Regions from separate parts of the Arachis hypogaea genome. Here region 1 is linked to region 2. A link is a contact called in public Hi-C data. All regions are on one chromosome and are shown on one strand. The core of a region is the stretch at or near the end of the contact, and the rest is flanking DNA. Distances in the headings are between cores, read along the strand shown. Region 1 holds the start of LOC112747788 (putative E3 ubiquitin-protein ligase XBAT31). Region 2 overlaps LOC112726820.

The links. A called contact is a pair of places that touch in the nucleus more often than the background predicts.
Region 1: a contact with region 2 is called in a Hi-C map of leaf, with 2.0 times the contacts expected there. The contact joins the promoter of LOC112747788 here to the enhancer-like site in region 2. A contact is called at or near these places in 3 of 8 Hi-C or Micro-C datasets (leaf and an unstated tissue).

Annotation. Positions count from the first base shown.
Region 1 is chr2:72,031,455-72,038,078 of arahy.Tifrunner.gnm2.J5K5, reverse strand. LOC112747788 (putative E3 ubiquitin-protein ligase XBAT31) reads right to left here and starts at 2,283. Exons shown (of 8, transcript XM_025795977.3): 1 at 1,785-2,283; 2 at 1,632-1,691; 3 at 1,262-1,333; 4 at 852-973; 5 at 600-740; 6 at 396-503. The coding sequence starts at 1,988.
Region 2 is chr2:71,811,915-71,818,840 of arahy.Tifrunner.gnm2.J5K5, reverse strand. LOC112726820 reads left to right here. Exons shown (of 4, transcript XM_025776346.3): 2 at 6,063-6,284. Among protein-coding and RNA genes, the nearest start is that of LOC112726820, 9.5 kb to the left of the region's middle. Within about 2 kb of position 4,475, at least 1 of the 3 cell types and tissues checked has open chromatin away from gene starts, as enhancers often do.

The DNA.
Region 1 (6,624 bases), core at 1,034-3,533, 220 kb before region 2:
AAAATGTCGGTAGGGGGTTGAGTATGGTTTATTTCAATACATTTGTTACTTTTTGTGATTAAATTACAAGTATTTCTTTCGGAGGTGTTTTGTTTTTTTTTTTTTTGGTTTTTTGTTTATAAGTAGTTCAGAGAAACTCAACCTGCCTAAAGAAGCAGGGACAATCCATCACACAATACTTGCAATAAAAAAACATCAAAAGATATCAAGAACTCATAAATATATGAAGACATTAGGGATAGAAACGTCTTTGGAGAACGAGGCAGAGACAAAATAAACTACAAGAATATCCCTATCAACGCTACCTGAGAGATAATTCAGTACATAGTTCGCTAGTCGGAGAATATGGTCTGCAATATGCAAGTAACTATAAACTGGAACAGGAAACTTCTTACCCAGAAGAATCTAATTGCAGCCTATCTGCTCCCCGAGCAAGCAACATCCGGACACAGTCCACGGAGCCACCACGGGCAGCCATATGAAGCGGCATACTCCCAGGGTAACTGCAGAAAACCTTGATCAATGATACAATACAAATGAAAAAATTGCCAACATCTACCTATGATATATACTAATCATATAACTTTCAATATAATTACCCATATCCACCAGTTGAAGCACAAACAAGAGCCCCATTATCCAAAAGGGTGTGAAGACACTCAGGCCGCCTTTGACGAGCAGCAAGGTGCAGTGGGGTGGCACCATTTCCATCTCTTATATTCACGAATCTGGCGAAACCCCTGACAATGCAACATTTGAGCAATTCTAAATTTAGTGGCATTCAGTTTGCCTTATTTTGCACCCGAATTTGAGGGATATGAAACAGAGAGTGAGAGAGAAGTGAATCTAACCATGAATCAGCAACAGGTGTGGAATGAGCAGCAGAAAGAATAGCCTTAAGGCAGTCGGCATGACCGTAATAAGCAGCATAGTGCAAGCATGTTCGTCGTCGCGAAGAGTCAAACATCAATATCTGAAACGATACACACAATTAATACCATTCATCAAATTGTGTAATCTATCCTATGATAAAAAAGATCACCACCACTCCAAGGGATTTCGTATTAACTTATTTAGTCCCAATCTCTCCTTTTCTTCTCTTATCTCTCAAAATTCTCAACAAAGATCTTTCGCCTGAAAAGTTAATTCGTTTCAATATAAACTAATCCAAACATAGACTATATTTCAATTTTTTCTCTTTAAAAACAAATAAAATAAAATAAAATAAAATAAACTAATAAAGTAATAAAGCATAACATACATTAGCTCCAGCTTGAATAAGCTTTTCTAAACAACCAGTCCTTCCATTCATCGCAGCCAACATTAATGGAGTCTACAAGCAAAACGCAACAAAAAAGAATCAGAATCAAATTAAAATCTTCGAAATTTCAACATTCATAAAAAGATTCCAACTAGAAAATCATCAGAAACCATCAATCCTGAACTCTATGACTTAAACACCGCATTGAGCTTACTTTATTTGATCCCTGACTGGGATATTCAAAGTTTTTTGACCAAGACTAGAATTGACTCCTCCACACTTATTTAAAGGAGGATGAGAAACCTTATTTGTTTACTCAATGTGAGGATCATAAAATAAAAAAATAAAAAATAACTTATAATTTACAAACCTGTTTATAGCGGTTCAAGATGTCTGCTTTAACATCTCGCTCCAGCAACATAGAAAGAACCTAAATCAAAATTAAAAATAAAGTTAAGTAACAAACAAGTAAATGAGAACCATGAACAAAACAAAAGACAAGAAAATAAAAAGAAAAATGAACCTGGATTCTCCCATTGGCAGCAGCTACATGAAGAAGTGACAACCTTGCACGGCCATTGGAGTGTTCTAAGAGAGAAGGGTGTTCCTTCAACATAGCTTCAACAATCTCCAACTCACCATCGGCAACTGCGCCAAACAGTGCAGCAACACTAGCCTTCTCATGGCTGTTGTGGTGATGATTGGTGCAGCTATGGCTTTGACCCATTTGCCCCCACTCTCTCTCTCTTTACCTCTCCTCGATCTCCGCAACTTGATGATCAGCTCTTTGTGAGCTAGCGGAGAGGTGATCCCGAAGTTCCACCACGCGCCGCCGTGCACGGTGGTGGTGGAGGATGGTAGTTGAGTTTGGTGGGAAGAGGGAAGGTGTGGATTTGATGAATGAGTGAGTAGTAATATTGTGAGTTGCCTCGTGGCTTGGACTTTGGACTAGCCCGCCGCGGTTTCGGGCAGCCTGACCGAACTCTGCATCAAACACTTTATTATTTGTTAATCTCCGTTCATACTTCCCACTTGACCCTCCACTATTTTTAACTTCTTTTTCTTTCTTTTAATTAAATAATAAATACAATACTTTTATATGGTAAAACTATATCAAATATTTTTTTTTTTCAAAATTAGGAACAACACTCGAATTTTATAGGTGAGTAAAATAATAAATACAATACTTTTATATGGTAAAACTGTATCAAATATTTTTTTTTTAAAATTAAGAACAACACTCGAATTTTATAGGTGAATATAAAGGGAATATATTATTTGAGTTATAATTTATTGGCATAAAAATTATTTTTTTAGTAAAAAAAATTACCAAAAAATTTTATCATGTATAATACATATTTTTTATAAATTTAATAAAAATTTTCATTTTTTACTTAATTCTATTTTTTATTAAAAAACTTCTTATTTTATATACGCTGCTTAATAAGTTCTAATTTTTTACTATTCTAATTTAAAATGTCACAATCGAATTACTTTTTTGTATATCTTGGTATATATGAAAATGTTAATTTCTATAATCTAACTAAATTTATTTTTTTAATTTGCTTTTATATATAAAAACAAATTGCTTTTATATAACGGTCATGAATTAATTAAAATATAAAAATTAAAAATACATACATATATATATATAATGAATATATTATTATATTTAATTATATGTTAAGAATTATATTTTTCATAAAATGAATAATTCCAAATAATTTTAATTAAATTGTAAAAACTCAAAAATAATAATTACCATATTTAAAAGATATTACATATTAATAAAAATAAATTTTAAAATAACCTAATTAAACATAACATCATTAAAAAAATCACATGATATATTTAAAACATTACACAAATAAAATAATAACTAAGACAGCACAATATTAAACCTGATAAAACTCTAAACTTAATTTATTAAAATTGTGAAATTGCCAGATATTCTCAACAACTTGTAATTCTTGATGTTTTGTACTTGTTTCGACGTCATTAAATCGATAAATTTTTTTTAGTATATTTGACAAATTTCTAATAATAAAAGTAAAAGTACTAAAAAAATAAAAAAAATCTTTTTTTAGAAGATACAATTTACATCTTTTTTTAAAAGATTTTTTTCTTAAAATAAAAAAGATGTTTTTCACATAATAAATGAACAAAAACTACTTTTATCTTATTTTTTCCAAACATAATTGATAAATAAAAAGATTTTTTTACATGAGATATTTAAACATAAAATCACTTTTACTTTTATAAAGATCTTTTAAAAAAATATCATTTAAAAAATATCTTTTTTTAGAATGGCGCTCAAACAATATTAAATTATCTTCGTGTAACTCCGGTTGTAAAAATACCATTGTCGACATGGTGATGAGAAGGGAATTTAGTACCGTATATGCGTTTCTTTCCTCTTCAACAATCATATTATGCAATATGATGCAAGCTTTCATTAATTTTTGAAGCTTTATACTAGACCATAAATGATTGTGAAACAAGCTTGTAATACTCCAAATGCTCATTCTACATTCTTCAGATGTCCTTCTTGAGATTGTGCAAACAAGTTTTGTTTATCTCCTTGTAGTCGGGATATTATTTTAACAAATACTATTCATTCAGGATATATACATTTGATAAATAGTATCTCATATTGTATGAGTTATCATTTATAGTGTAGTTTATCTATGGAGCATGACCTTATAAAACATCATCAAACACTAGTAAACAATTTAACACATTGATATCATTATTGAAACCAACAACTCTAAAAAAAGTATGCCATATCCAAAGGTAAAAGATGCAACAACTTCAAGTATAATAGTGAGAACATACATTTCCAAGCTTTTGGATAATTTTTCTACTTCCAATACATGCAGTTAATGCTTCTCATAATACCTAAAAAGTGTAAGAACCCGCATTTTCACGTAAAACCGTTTTAATAAAATAATTTTAGTGTCCGGAATAAATTCAAAATTTAGAAGTTTTAATTTAAAAATAAAAATGTGAAATTTGATTTTAGTGAATTTTTCTGAATTAGAAAATGTACCTTTTCAAAAGATTTTTGTAAAAATGCGTACTAGTGCTTAAGTTGGCAGTACCGGCTCTAGACTATCCAGTACTGCGTATTTTGGAAAATAATATTTAGAAAATTGATTTGTTGTTTTGTAAGGACAAAAATAATTTTAGAATCGAAAACCGAACACTAATCTTAAAAGATTTGGCCCAAAGTGGACCAAACAGACAAAAAACACAAACGGATTGGACCAGGCCCAAAGTTCAACAGATATAAGCTCACTTAACGAGCTTTGAGCTCATTTTCCTCCCCACAAAGAGAGAGGGGGCGCAGATTGAGAAGAGAGGAGAGGTGAGGGTTGGTTACTTTTCACCTCCACCTTCCGGAAGCCATAACTTTTGATCTGGAGCTCCGATTGACGAGTCATTTGCGGCCACGCAAAGTTTTCGTCGAGCTCTACGTTTTTATCTAAACAAACCTGGTAAGATCTCTCTCTTCACTTTGCAGTTTTGTACCCTAGGTTCTACACGTTTTTATGTTTGGTTTTTGAGTAGATTTTGTGGTTTTGGTTGTTTAGGTGATCTCTAGTAGCGGATAAATATTGGATTTTACCCCTAATTACGTTAGATAAGGTAAGGTTTCACTAAATCCTTATGTTTAGTTATTTTGTGTATCTTAGGTTTTGATTTTGATGATATATGTGTTGTTAGTGTGAGCCTTAGTGTTTGTTGGTGTTGGTTGAGGTTTTGAATCAAGTTTGGTGGCTTCGTTTTAGTATTTGGTGCGTTTAGAAATCGGCTAAGGTATGATTTCGGTTTCTTTTATGTAATATGTAATGTTTCTAGACACTTAGGCTAGTGACCCATAGGATAGGATTGAATTAAATTGGTTGTTGAGATTGTTGTATGATGGTGATGTATAATGATTTGAGAATTTAAGTTGTTGAATGATGATTTATGATGAATTATGATGGGTTAATGATTTTTGAGTATATTAATGGACTATGATGTTGTAATGATAATATGGTGTGAAATATTTAGATAGAGGTAAAATGGGATTGAGTGTGAGGCTTGGTATTGGTAGATGATGAATATTGATTAACTGTGTTGATGGGTGTGAGATTTGAAAGTGGGTGTTGATGAGTTTCATAATGGACTTTGTTAATGTTAGTTTTTGCTTGGTAATGATTATTGGAATTGATGAGGAGTGTAGTGGTTGTTGATGTTGTTGTTAGTTGATGATGATTATGAGTGTTTAAGATAGTTTTCGATGTTGATGAATAAGGATTCCGATGGTGTTGAATCGTGTAATTAGGCTATTATGGATGGTTGTGTTAGGAGAGAAATGGTATGGACCTTTATGTTATTTTGGTATTGTTTGGGTTGTGATTGGTTTGGTTTGAATTGGGAATTTTAGTAAAGTTGAGGTTTTTAGAATTTTAGTAAAAATGAATTTTTGGTAATTTTTGTCTGATCATAACTTTTGTCTCGATTTTCAAAATTGGTTGAATTTGGATTAGAATTAAAGATGATTGAAAATCCTTCAATTTGATATAAAGTTTGTAAAATTTAGAATTTTGTAAAGGAAGTTATGATCATTTAAAGTTGGTGTTGAAAACTTGAAATTCTGCAAAGTTACAGAATTAAGAGTTTTCTGGTATGTGCGCACGCACACTCTGCGAAAAATTGTGACCAGTGCGCACGCACAGACCTATGCGCACGCACAAACCTGTGCATCCGCACACGCAGAGGCAGGCAATCTGCTTGCAGCGCTGGCACAGCTGGTGCGCGCGCACACTAATGGGAAATTGCAACCTATGCGTACGCACAGACCTGTGCGCACGCACACGTTGGGAAGGCCAATCTGTTGGGGGCGCTAGCACACCTTGTGCGAGCGCACAGACCTTATAAAAATTTGTACCTGTGCGTACGCACACTTTGAAAATTTTCCTGGGCGTGCGCACGCACACCCCTATGCGGACACACGCGCCCTGTTTCATAATTTTAAACCTTGTTTTCAACTATTTCACCTTCCCAATAAGGTTGTAAGCTTCTATAACACCATTTTAAGGCTTTTGGGCTTATATTTGAGTATGGAAATAAGGGAAATAGGCTAAGGGATTTAGTTGATGATTATATTGAAAAGTTAGAGAACGGAGGTTTAGGTTTCTGATGTATTGATGTTGAGTTTGATTGAGAGAGAAGGAAGAGTAGTGAAATTGGTGAATGGCTAAGGTTGATGGAATGATTATGAGTGGAAGTGTGTTATGAGGAGTGGCCTTTGAGATTGAATATGTAATTATACTACGCATTGTTCTCCATCGTAGGGGCTGTGGCAGAATTCCACC
Region 2 (6,926 bases), core at 3,226-5,725:
ATTGAATTATGACTCGAGCAGAAGGATTTGAATATTAGGGTGTTACATTTTTCAAGAATTTTTTAGAGTGAGGAATGATAAAATAATTAAGTATAAATTAAAGCGATGAAAATTAACAAGAGGCTTTATGTAATTAAAATAGAAAGCCTTGACCCAAAGAAGATTAATCTGAAATTTTATCCTTGTTCGATTTCCCAAGATTAATTAGTAATAAGTTGTTGTTCCACTTGGTTATCCTTCATTAAATAAAGGAAAGTCAAGTTGAGAGCCAACTTCTATTCACAAGAAAATAATCCTTTTCCTTGGGAAGGGTTAGTGTTAGCAACTAGAAATCTAGCCAACAACTTCCAATTACCAATTAACTCTTGAGTATTCCAACTCTAGAGTCTCAAATATTAATCAACTCTGAAGTCAAGTTGGGATCTACTTGGTTAACATAAATGCCATTTTCATAAATCATAAAAGAAGTAAAGAGAGAACATGGTAATTGAAATTAACGGAAGCAATTAAACAAATAATAAAATTAAATGGAAAAAATACTCTTTGTATTAATAAATTAAAGGAACACTGAACCTGAAATTCAGAAGAATTTGAACAAAGATATCCTAAATTCTAAAAACTAAGAGAGAGGAGAGAGCCTCTCTCTCTAGAAAAACTATATCTAAAACCTAAAAATATGTGAATGAATGTTGTCTCCATGAATGGATGCATTCTCCCACTTTATAGCCTCTAATCTGTGTTTTCTAGGCAAAAAACTGGGTCAAAAACAGCCCAAAAATTGCTCCCAGCGATTTCTGATACATCCAGCACACGGCAAAGTCACGCGTACGCGTGGATTGAGTTTTCTCCACGTCACGCGTGTGCATGATCCACGCGTGCACGTCACCTATCTTCAGGAAATCTATGGCAAATTATATATTTTTGCGAAGCCCCAGATGTTAGCTTTCCAACGCAACTAAAACTGCGTCAATTGGACCTCTGCAGCTCAAGTTATGACCGTTTGAGTGCAAAGAGGTCAAGGCTGACAGCTTTGCAGTTCCTTCAGCTTCTTGTATTCCTTCCACTTTTGCATGCTTCCTTTCCATCCTCTAAGCCATTCCTGCCCTGTAATCTCTAAAAATACTTAACACACATATCACGGTATCGAATGGTAATAAGAGGGGATTTAAACATAGCAAATTTAATGCCAAAGAAGCATGTTCTCAATCATAGCACAAAGTTAGGAAGGGAAAATGTAAAACCATGCAAATAGTATGAATAAGTGTGCAAAGGCTTGATAAAGACCACTCAAATTAGCACAAGATAAACCATAAAATTGTGGTTTATTAATAAGATCTATGAAGGGGGTGAGAGCGGGAATGAGAGAGCAGAAGGTGAGAGTAGGATCAGAGAGAGAGGGCATGGAGTTTCTGAATCTAAAAAAATGCTAAAGGTATTTTTGGAATTTAAAAAATATTGAGGTGCTTTAGATTAGGTTTCCTATCTTTAATTTTAGAATATTCCTTTTTAAACAGAATATCTTGTTATCTTAGACACTTTTTTTTGCAGTAGGGACTTAATTAAAAAAATAAATGGTTTAGGGACCTAATTGAAAGAAAAAAAATATAGAGACTTAATAAAAAATTTGATTAAATTATAGGGACCTTCAAAGTAATTGAACCATTAATTAACGAGTCTCGAATGATATTTTTATTCCCATTTCTTCGACTTCCACTCGTCATCTTAACTTTTGGCTGATTATCTCAATTCTTTTAGTGATATCTCTTTCCTTGGAGATCTCAACCAAAATCTAACTATGGTTTCTTACTAATTTTTTTTCAAAATAATCTCTCAATGTATATAAAATATGTCTAGCATGCATACTTAAGATTTAGACCTACTTACCTTATTCAACTTGCAAGCCTAGTTGTTTGTGTGGGTTATATCGGGCAAGAATTTTGAGAATCTCTTTTGTATTGACTCTTTAATCAAAATAAAGACCTAGTTGTAAAAAATAACCTCTTATTTTAATTAATTATTTGATTTAAAGTTGAGAATTTGGATCAATGAAAATATTTCATTCTCCTTTTTTCTAAGAAAGATTATAAAATCATTAGTAAATAAGGTGTATGATGGAAGGGAATGTGGAAGCTAGCCTAACTCATGAAATCAATATTTTTTTTAACAGTATTCTTGAATATAGTGAAAATTTTAACCGATATAATAAATAGATAAACCTCTTTGGAATTTGATTGTCTCAAAGAAGTTATCATTGATCTTTATTTTATAATTGACACCTTTCACATAATCCATCATTAGGTTGAACCACTTTCTATTAAAACCAAAATCATTAATTACTTTTTCATGAGGTTTTTCTTAACTTATTATATGCTTTGTAATTTAACAAAATTATCTATTTATTCTCAAATTTTGTAGTGTTACTTTCGAATAAATTCCATAATAATATCTGAGATTCATGTCATTATCCAATTTGGTCTTTAAATCTCAATTTCACTATAGTGATTTTCCAAATCAAGTTTTGAATACCATAATAGTCCCTAGACTCATTCCAGTAATGAGTCAACAATTGTAGTAATAATGTAGTACTCTTGCCACGCTGGACGTTGTAATGGTTAGATAACGTAACCAAATTAAAATTTTAACCCAATTTGGTTGCTTCCCGTTATATAACACTAATTCATTCCCGTTCTTCTTCTTGAAGGTTTGTCCTCATCTGCACTTTTCAAGATATGAACTTAGTAGGGCTTAACAACATTATTATGAGTGATGGTGAATTGTGTGCTGAGTTGTAGCTCTCAACTCGGGCTAGTCAGTTGGTTCAACTTATTTGTCAAGCAATTCTCGAAACTGTTTGACATCATCTTCATCATAGAAAGCATAGAAGAAAGGGTTGCCACAACACATAGTGAAACTCAAACATAGATCTTGTGTAATTGAGGGTATATATTAACAATAGTATTATAAGAGTTAACATATATAATTATGTAAATTTAGTTAGTATTTTATCTTATTAATTAAGTACTCATTCGGTACTTTGATGTATATAGCTTGTTATACTAAGTTTATTAGGGTTTAGGTGTTTGGTGCTCTATGTAGTGAGTAAACTTGTATATATATATATATATAGATGATGGTAATAACAAAGAGTATGATTTTATCCCTCAACTATCTCTCTTTTCTTCTTTCAGAAGTTTTCTCTCATATGGTGCTTGCTCTACTTTTTCATTACTAAACTTTGCAAATTTGAATAAAGTTTTGTCATCTTGCGAGGTCATTTTGGTTGGCACTAATCATATCTCCCAAGTCTTATGATTACTATCATTCAAAGCAATATGACTTTTCAAAGTGTTAATTTCAAGCTCCCTCTCCATAAAAGAAACTATTTTTACCTATCTCTTAATAGTTGATTCAATGTCCATGTAAAATTTCTAGATAATAGTAGTAATGCAAACTTGACCTTATGGTAATTGGTGTGTGTACATTGTCTTTCCATTGAAGGTGTTTTTTTTCTTTCATTTATTTTCGTAGTAAATTAAATACTACTTTTCTCTTCTTCTAGATACCTATTATAAAAGAAATGGTTGCAATCAAAATGAAGGAAAAGGATCATAACACATGTATCTGCTAGCATGTTTCTGTCTTTGACATTTTAAGATTTATCATCTAATTTTTAGATTTTTTTAGCGTATTATTAGCTTTTAGTCCCTTCTTCAAGCATGCATAAAGCACACACGAACCCTCGTACAACATGTTTCCTGTCTTAAACTTTTTTCTAATAGATTGCTCGTGAACTTAAGATCATTCTTGGTTCTGAATTTTGCATGGCATATGAAGAAGCAATGAAGTATGGTGGCAAGGTGGTACTTGGAGATCGGCTTATTGAGGTTGGATGAATATTTATTTTGCAGTTTCATCTACCAAGACATAACTTTAATAAGAAGAAGAATGAATTAGGGTTATATAAACGGAGAGAGACCAAATGCTCAAAATTTTAATTTGGCCATGTCAGTTAGCCATTGTTGCATCCAACATGGCTACTGAGTGCCACATGATCACTATATATAATTGTTGACTGAAAAGGGGTCTAGGGATTATTATGGCACTACGAGAAAAAAGATTTGTGGCCACGCTTTTATGAGGGTGGCGATTGATTAGAAATTTGACCACGATTTTTCTTGTCACGCTTCAAAAGCGTAGCGAAAGAGGTCAATGGTCACGCTTATATGAGGGTAGCAATTGATTAGAGAATAGGCTATGCTTTGTTTGCCATGCTTCAAAAGCGTGGCCATAGAGAAAAACAGCCACGCTTTTGAAACATGGCAAGATGGTTTCATCGTGGTTATGTTTTAAAAGCGTGGCCATTTCCTGTAACTCTTTTGGCACACTTCAAAACCGTGGCCATAAGGTTCCCAAAAAAATCTTTCGTTCAGATATGATGAGTTACATTATTGCACACTTTGAAACTCTTTCTTCGAAACCCTAAACCCTTTTGTGCTTCTCACTAGCAAATAACTCTCATGCCTCACCCTAAACACTGATGGCACTCCGCAAATAACAACACTTTGATCAAAACCCCAACACTCCATGAAGAACCCCAGCATTCCGAAGAACATCGCCGGTGCTCGTAATGCCTTTGTCGATGCTCCCTTTTTCTAGCACTCCCATGCACAATCGCTACTCCCACCATAAACCCCTAACCCTCTTCTCGATGGTGACTTTCTCTAGTAGTGACTCCCTCGGTACTCACTGTCTCTCGCAAACCCTCCGTCGATGCTCCCTCCGCCACCACTCTCTTCCATCACTGCAAATCCCCAACCCCTTCTGCCACCGTTTCCTTTTGTCGCTCAAAAGAAACCCTTCCTCGTGCAGAGCCGAGCTGGTTTTGAGACCTTTGCTACCACTGTTATGTTTTGAGAGCTCGAAAGAGACCCTTCCTAGTGCAGAGCTCGAAAGAAACATTGCTTCAATGCTAGTTTGAGAGCTGGTAAACCCTATTTCTTAGCTTCAATGCTAATATTGGCTACTATATATACCACTATTATGCCTATTTACATATTTCAGATCTGTTTTCAGTTCACTCTTATCAACTTCTCAATAAGTAAAATTTTAATTTCAATAGTGAAATCTTAGTTTAAAACAAGGAAAAAATTATTGTTCATTTGGAAGAACTTTAGCCACTTACATTTCTAGTGTCACAGATCTGGACTAACATTTCTATTATTCCATCAGTTTATTGTCCGATCAATTCATTATACATTTTGCTAGATTTGATAATAATTCATTATACATTGTTAAAGTGGCTGCTGTTAATGGATCATGGATGTCTTAAACATAAAAAAAAATGTTGATGTGTTGTCCTTGTTGTTTGATTATAATGTAAATGTTTGATGTATTGCTGCCCTTGTTCTATGATGATCATGATGAGATATGTGCTTGTTTGATGATGATAAAGCTGCTGAATTCTATTCTTATTATGCAGATTTTAATGTTTGTCTTCATGAAAATAGTTTTTTTTTCATTATTAAACGGAAAAATTCTTCTATCTCACTCCATCATTATAATTAAGAAATAGATACTAGTTATTTACTCTACTTAATTTAGATAAAACTTTTTTTTACTCTGTACTTGTCTTCAAAGCAATAACAAAGAGTTTTTATATTACTCTGTGCTAGTAGTACACACAACTTAATATTATAAGTTTATAGCAGTGTTTATCATTATTTTGTGACCTAAAAGAAAAGGAAAAAAAAAAACAAAAAGGGAGGGGGAACAGAGGGGCACTTTTCGAGTTTAGTGGCTTGTTGTATTCATATATGGTGAGAAAAATGTCTTCATTTTGTTCAATACTATTTGAATTTTCTTCTTCTTTATTGTTGCAATGATATAAATAAGACAAACCAGATATAACATACCTTTATTATAGCTAGCTTCAAATACGTGGTGCATAGGTAATTGCTTTAATTTTGTTTTATTTTCAATAATTATCTACTTCCTCCATAATATATGCAAGGGAACCATTGAGCATAGATTAATTGTTTGGTATTAATGAATGATTTCAATAGGACTAAATGCCCTTGCAATTGCAAAACATGAAGGATCTCAAAATGATGAAGTGTTTAGGGTCCCGAAACCAAGGACCATTTCTATTGCAGCATATGCAGAGGATGAAGATAAGTCTGAGTCTATTGTTATTAAGGATGAAAGCGGGCTTAATGGATCTGCTAGTAAAGATAGACAAGCTAATACGAGATATCGAAAATCAACCAATGAATCATCACAAGCAGGTTATAATTTTTTAAATCAATATCTCTTCGTTTTGCTATCATTTGGATTTATTTCTAGGTTTTTTTAGTTGTGAAAGATCAATGTATAAGAAAAAAATATTGTTCAAAACTCATACTAATGTTGGAAGTTCATGTTATTGTGTTGTGTTAATGGTGCCATGTTTAAAGTTGCAAACATATGGCACGTGAATCATCTGTCTTAATAGCAATTAGTTTTGTCCTTATGTTCATATTTGATGAAAATGAATACTTTTGGTAGCATTAAGATGGACCTTTTAATTTAGTAATGGGTACTCATTGAGGGTTTATGAAGGTGTCACACTTGACACCCATTAAGATAGTTGCTACTATTTAGGGGATCTTATGTCTTGCTTAATATTGAAAAAGAGGGAGAGAGGGGGGTCAGTATTAGAGTCATTGAAGGGGGAGATATAGATAAAATGGTCCTTATAAAGCTTTTTGCAAATGCAAAGAGAACATGTGAAAAACATTGTCGTACTTACAAAGGCTAATTCATTTATTATAAAGGAAAAAGTTCAAACTCAACATGTTTAATCTATGCAAAATCATTATTTCAAGTTGTCTTAGATGAAATGTGAATGTGTATGGGTTGTTAGTATGCATAAAAACAATTATCTCATA